Linked DNA regions of Zea mays: region 2 is linked to region 1. A link is a contact called in public Hi-C data. All regions are on one chromosome and are shown on one strand. Each heading gives the region's core, a stretch centred on a gene start, on an enhancer-like site or on the middle of the called end of the contact. The rest is flanking DNA. Distances are from core to core; before and after follow the strand shown. Region 1 has its middle 96 kb from the start of LOC100283672. Region 2 holds the start of dsy2 (desynaptic2).

Evidence for each region. Hi-C and Micro-C count contacts between places; a contact is called where the count stands out from the background.
Region 2: a Hi-C map of seedling shows a contact between it and region 1, with 6 times the contacts expected there. The contact joins the promoter of dsy2 here to the enhancer-like site in region 1. A contact is called at or near these places in 12 of 25 Hi-C or Micro-C datasets (bundle sheath, ear, leaf and 4 more) and 1 of 3 datasets of contacts at active chromatin or transcription factors (leaf).

What each region holds. Positions count from the first base shown.
Region 1 is chr5:91,634,520-91,637,520 of Zm-B73-REFERENCE-NAM-5.0, forward strand. No RefSeq gene overlaps it. Among protein-coding and RNA genes, the nearest start is that of LOC100283672, 96 kb to the left of the region's middle. Within about 2 kb of position 1,597, at least 15 of the 20 cell types and tissues checked have an H3K27ac peak or open chromatin away from gene starts, as enhancers often do. A contact at or near this core is called in ear, leaf, seedling and 1 more, where this site is marked.
Region 2 is chr5:91,733,682-91,736,682 of Zm-B73-REFERENCE-NAM-5.0, forward strand. dsy2 (desynaptic2) reads left to right here and starts at 1,507. Exons shown (of 13, transcript NM_001319706.1): 1 at 1,507-1,599; 2 at 2,492-2,572; 3 at 2,853-3,001. The coding sequence starts at 2,543. It overlaps LOC103626702 (zinc finger protein CONSTANS-LIKE 3), which reads left to right. Exons shown (of 3, transcript XM_008647090.2): 3 at 1-338. The coding sequence ends at 4.

The DNA.
Region 1 (3,001 bases), core at 347-2,846:
AGAACAAATAACCACATCGACTTCAGAGGGATTTGAAAAAGGCTCATCACCCCGAATTGTCTTATGGAAGTAACTTGAATTATCAACTGGTATGGCCTGTAAATAAACTACATTGTCATGTTAGTTAGAGGGAGGTGGGTCTACATACTGCTTAGTTAGATTAATTGTGATAGTAAGGTGTATTTTGCTGCTTTGTCAACAATTTCAATTTAGACACTTGTTTTTTGGGATGAGCCGCTAAAAACGAGCTGAAGGCTGCTAAGTGTTGTGGTCATGCTTGTACAAAGAATATTTGTGAACAATGTTTTTGAGATCGTTTCCTTATATGAAGCGCATAAACCTGCTCTTGTGTGGCTGAGTACATTGGTTGTTGTCTGAACTATAATTCTTACAGAAGTATTGTATAATCTTCTTTTGAATGTATTAAGTGTACTGGGAGCCAGAACAACCATCAGTCCTTTGGCAACCCTCGACAACAAAGTTTGTTAGATCAAACATTGCATCCAAGTATCTGATCTGTAAAACAAATCTTATTGTTTTATTTGTTTCTTGTTCAACCTTTAAATAAAGATATTCGAGTACCTAAGATTTTTTATCTGGTTAGCCAATATATTTCTGTAGATATAACAGCCAAATGATATAAATTATGATATTGATGATCTTTCTTGGTCTGAATGGAGTTTTTGCACCTATTCACGGGCTAGAGAGTTCATGCACCTATTCACAGTCTATGATATTTTAGCTATTGGAGGCTCGTCAATTTGTGTTCCGTCGCAACACACGGGCACATACCTAGTTAATCACTAAAACCAACCAGGGGCCTAGATGCTTTCAGGAGTGAGTCTGTGCTTGCTTTCCTCACCGAACACAAATCTATTATCCTCCCGGTTTCCGAAACCACGATAAATATATGGTGCAACCATATATATTTGTGTAACCGTGCAATCAAGACATAAATAGAGGTGAGAGAACCTTTTTAAAATATTCTGTTTTAAAACAACCTTCTTACTTCAGTGAATATTTTATCTCGTGGAACTATCACCATAGTTTGATTTTCTCCTCGAACTTCAAACTCCAAACATTCTACCTGCTCAACTATTAAAACCATTTAAATTAGCTCTCTTACTTAGATTGAAGCGGTTTCATACTTTTTTAAAAAAAGGTAAATATCTTATAATGTTTTAAAGACATGAAAATATCTTTAGGCTTCTTCAATTCTAAGAAAAATCTAAGATACTCTCTTCGTTTTTTATTTATCACGGTTCAGTTCAAAAATAAAGTAGCGGACGAGAAATATTCGAGAACAGATGTAGTATAAATTAAGACACAACAAACCTAAACAAAATATATTAAGGTCATAAAAATATTTAGGAACTTCCAAAATAATATGCAAGAGTGAAAAATGTAACATACATGAATGTTGAATGCCTTCAGGCTATGTATTTATGCTGGTTGCATAATATGCTTTTATTGTGGAAATTGCTCAAAATGTGTAATCGTTACTGCCTTTCTGGGCCTCTCTTTATATCGGCCTAGTTTTGGCCACCAGCTTGCTTCTCATGTCCACAGATGGCCGTCTCGGCCGATCATCTGGTGATCCAGTACAGTCCGGCCGTCAATTATGCGGCCCACAAACTTCGCGTTGCGAGAACGACGAGCCACCGCAGCCGAATCAACTACCGCCGGATGCCCGGATCTGTTGGCGCCGCACTACTATAATAACGATTAATAGTGGCGGGCAAAAACTACTTTAGGAGACGGGCATTAGAGCATCTCCAATAGCTCCTGATTTATTAGCTTCTAATACCTTCAGATTGGAAGCTCCCTAACAACATTTTAGATCCAAATAAAAACCATTCTCCAACAGATTCCTATATATCTCCCAAAAAACATTGTAACTACTCCTGCATCTCTTCTCTTTCCTTCCGTCATCTCCTGTTTGGCTCCTTTTGCTCTGTCCGTCAGCAAGAGTATGAAAACGTTTTCTCTCAGATTGTGAAACTAGCTCAACGAGACTCAACGAAAGCAAGATTTCCCAAATGAATGCCTCCAAAACATTGGAAGAAAGCAAAAAAGCAGAGCGCAAGGTGCAATTGCTCTTTGACCCAGAGCTTTTCATTCTTGTTACGGTTCCTTCACGTCTAATTCCCATGGAACACTGGTTGGGGAGGACTCTACTGCAAGTGAAGGATGGTCTGACGTCTACAGAAACGCAGGTCATGGATTGGTGACAGGAATAAATGCAAGAACAAAATGATCCCAGAACGCGACGGAGGCGGTGAGAGAGGTGGGCAGCGCAGTGTGCGAGGACGGCATCCGCCGGGGCTGAAGAGCCTTTGCAGGTTCCACCGCTGCTTGATGACGGAGGTTGGCTGCCAGCGCCAGTAGGTATGAGCTCTCTCGCGCCTTGGTCACCGTCGCCGCTGTGGTGCTCATGAGCAGCATCATTATCCCATACCCATGGCCATGGCCGCAAGGTCGGGGAGCTCCATTCCCGCGCCAACGCCTCGTAAGGGCTTGTTCGGTTAGCTCTCAATCCATGTGGATTGAGCGGGATTGGATGGGTTTGAATCCTAAACAAGTCAAACTTCTTCTCAATTTTTTCCAATCCCACCCAATCCATATGTTTTGGGAATAACCGAACAAGCCCTAATGTGGCGGCGAGGAGCCGGGCGAGCGATGATGGATTTCTTCGCGCGATGGCAAGGAGCCGGGAGAAGCTGATTTCTCGAACGAGAACAAGGAGAAAAGGAAAGATTGGGAGGACAACGCTCGGCGAATACATTCGCGGTGAAGGTGATGTTTTACGCCTGCGGCGGTATAGGGAGATGGAGTAGGGAGCTGTTGGATACTTGTTTTTGCTTTTTTCCCAACAATATAATTTAGGATTAGATGTTTTGGGAGCTGTTGGAGATGCTCTTACAACCGACGTAAGGCCTTCGTTAATCAATGATTAACGAAGGTGACTACTATGTCTGTCTCGGTTAATGGATTAACGGAT
Region 2 (3,001 bases), core at 257-2,756, 99 kb after region 1:
CTGATGACGCGTGCCGTGTGAGTGTTGCCGCGCGCGTCGCGTGCCCCATGTTTTCACGGATTGGGCCGGCGCGCGTGCGAGCCATGCTGCATGCGCGCCTACGTGTTTGCTGGAGCGGCGAGCTCCTAGTTGGCGATCACATGCCGTTTTGGGCTAGCCATGGTTAAATTAGCAGGCTAGCGTGTACTGCTGCTGCGTTTGTTTGCTGGGGCGACCAGTTCTACTAATAGTACGTAGTACCGTGTAATTTTGGGTCAGGAAGAGATGCTTAGCATCTGTTTCGATTGATCGATGTAGTATTATGCTATAATTGGAAAGGCCTCTCGATCTATTTGCAAGTTGCGTGCATGTGCTTAATCCACTCCCACTTTGGAGAGTATCGAGGCTCCGTACGGCAGTCGGCAGATTTAGCCCCTAGCTGGCACGCAGTTCAACCTATGATCCTAGCGTTCGTTTGAAATGCTGGCGCACGTATCGGTTTATGTATGCGAATGGTTCGAATGCTGGCGCACGTTAGTTTTTTTTTACACGCGGTTTGCAGGAGATCTGCCGATCGAACTTGTATGGGAAGGTTAGGGAGAAAGATTTAGCTGATGCAAATTGATGTTTCATGAGAATGATAAGGATACGTATGTATGCAGTATGCTTGTTTCCATCCTGCGTACCATGGGTGTCCATATTGAATTATTGATACGTCCATGCTTCAGACGTGGATCTTATGCGTCGAACCTTGTATCAACCAAATGATAGTTCTTAGTCATCAAGGAGACTTTCGAGGCATCTAGAATGAGGGTGGATATCCAAAGTGTTTTAAGAAATATAATACCTATATATAATATATTATCAAGCACATTATTATAAATAAGAACAAAATTTTGTATAAATCGTTTTATGTATTATTTACTCCTTACAATAAAAGAGTGAAAAATAACCAAATCTTTATCTTGATCCGAATTCTATATCTATCATTTGAGAAAATATATGATAAATTTGAAGTTTATGGTAAAAACAAGAATGTGAATATCCTATTTATTCACAATCTATAATAATAATGATGATGATAATATTCAAATAAGTATATGTTTTCATCCCTGCCGGGCACCCTCCATCCCAATCCTAACATTCTATTTGATACAAGGGTTAATTCGGTTCATTGTTTATAAAAATAGAGTTTAGCTACATGTGTTAATTGTTTATAGATGTGAATATACAATTATACATGTATACCTATGAACAGTGTAGCTGAAAAAAGTACGGCGTACCCTGGGAGGCTGGGAGGATACGTTTTAACGAGACAATTAGTTTCAGTTTTCTGGGCATAGGCATGCTGACGGGATTAAGAGAAGGCAGCTTTCGGGCCCATTCCAGGCCCAGGCAAAATTCTAGGGATCGGTCAGTCACTGACTTCACTCCCTGTCTTTTCTCCCGACATTCACCCCGAGTGCGCGCGCGCTCTCTTCCCTCGCTCGCCCGCTCGTTCGCGACGGCAACTAGGCGATCAACCTCGCCGCCCGCCGCCCTAATTTACGTGCCCAGGTCTTCGTCCGTCCCCTCTCTAGGACTTCGCCGATCCTTTCTCAGGCGACGGGAGCCAACCAGGTATGTGCACCCCGTCTCGCCCCTTCCTGGAGTGAGAAACCGGGCACCCGAACCCTAACTTAAGATATTTGGATACTCACATTCGAATCTGATCTAGTTAAAACTGTATGCGTCTATTATTGCTACTACATTCGATTTTCCTGCTATAATTATTAGAGTGTCTCCACCCTGTGGATCGTGGTTGAGGAAGACGATCACTGTGCGCTGCTACCTCATACAGCTACGTTATTGTGGTATGCTACTGTAATATATGCTTGTAAGGGACTAGTCAATTATTTCACCGAGTAGGTAAGGGCTTCTATGCTTTTAATGCTCGTGGGTAGTGTGAAATGGTCTAGTAAGAATCTCTGGTCTTACTGCAGAGGTCAGGTCAAATCTAGCTGTGATATGTGATTTGCATAATTTGGACCAAGAGCAGTTATTCGAGTGAAAAAAAAACAAAATCAGCTTGGAGTGGAAATGTATCCCAATGCACTGGTCTATGCCATAAATGCTAATAAGTTTGTTGATTTGGTAAATGCATATGGTGTGGTTGAGTGGTTCTGTGACAATGTACAGTGTTTACTTTTAATTTCCCTCAGGCGTCATTTCTATGCTTTAGTTTATGGATTTGATGGTTATATTGCTTTGATATTTGTCTGCTTTAATTTCCCTGGTTAGTCAAGATTCATTGATGATCCACCTATGTTAATGCTGATGTGCAGGAAGTATGCTTATTTTTTTACATCTTTTTTTTCTCTGTTGCTCATATTGCTGCACTTTGCTGCTGAATCTATCCCTCTTCCCATGTTTTATTAGTGACGTTTACTTGACTGTGATTTGTGAAGCTTGATTTAATCACACAAGATGCTTTCAGAGTCTTATTTCATGCAGTTGTTTCCCAATTTGTCAGGTTCACCTGTAGTTAATTTTGTAAATTATTGTTATATCTGTAGCTGCCCCAATGGAAGTTGAGCTGCCAAACATCCATAAAGTGAGTAGCAATTTCCTCTTCTATGTTGTACCCTTGTAGGGTGCACTGATTATTAATTTAAGCTTTTCAGCTCTGGTTATCCCCATTTTGTACTCTACATTCTAGATTATAAGTCGTTATAGCTTTTCTTGGTAGATAGCTTTTGCCATGTATTTAGACATAGCATATATCTAGATGCATAGCAAAATCTATGTACTTAGAAAAGCCAAAACGACTCATATTGTAGAATGGAGGGAGTGGTATTTTGACAAGTTAACATATGATACATGTTAATGTGTAGGCTACTTCGAGTGACCATTGGAGTTTAACCAGCAGCCAATACCCGTCTGGTAAATTTCCTAAGGTCTCAGTGGGTATCATGATTCCGAAGGCAGGTAGTATACCAAGAGCCAGAGGTGGAGATGCTACCCCAACTCCTACATTTGACAG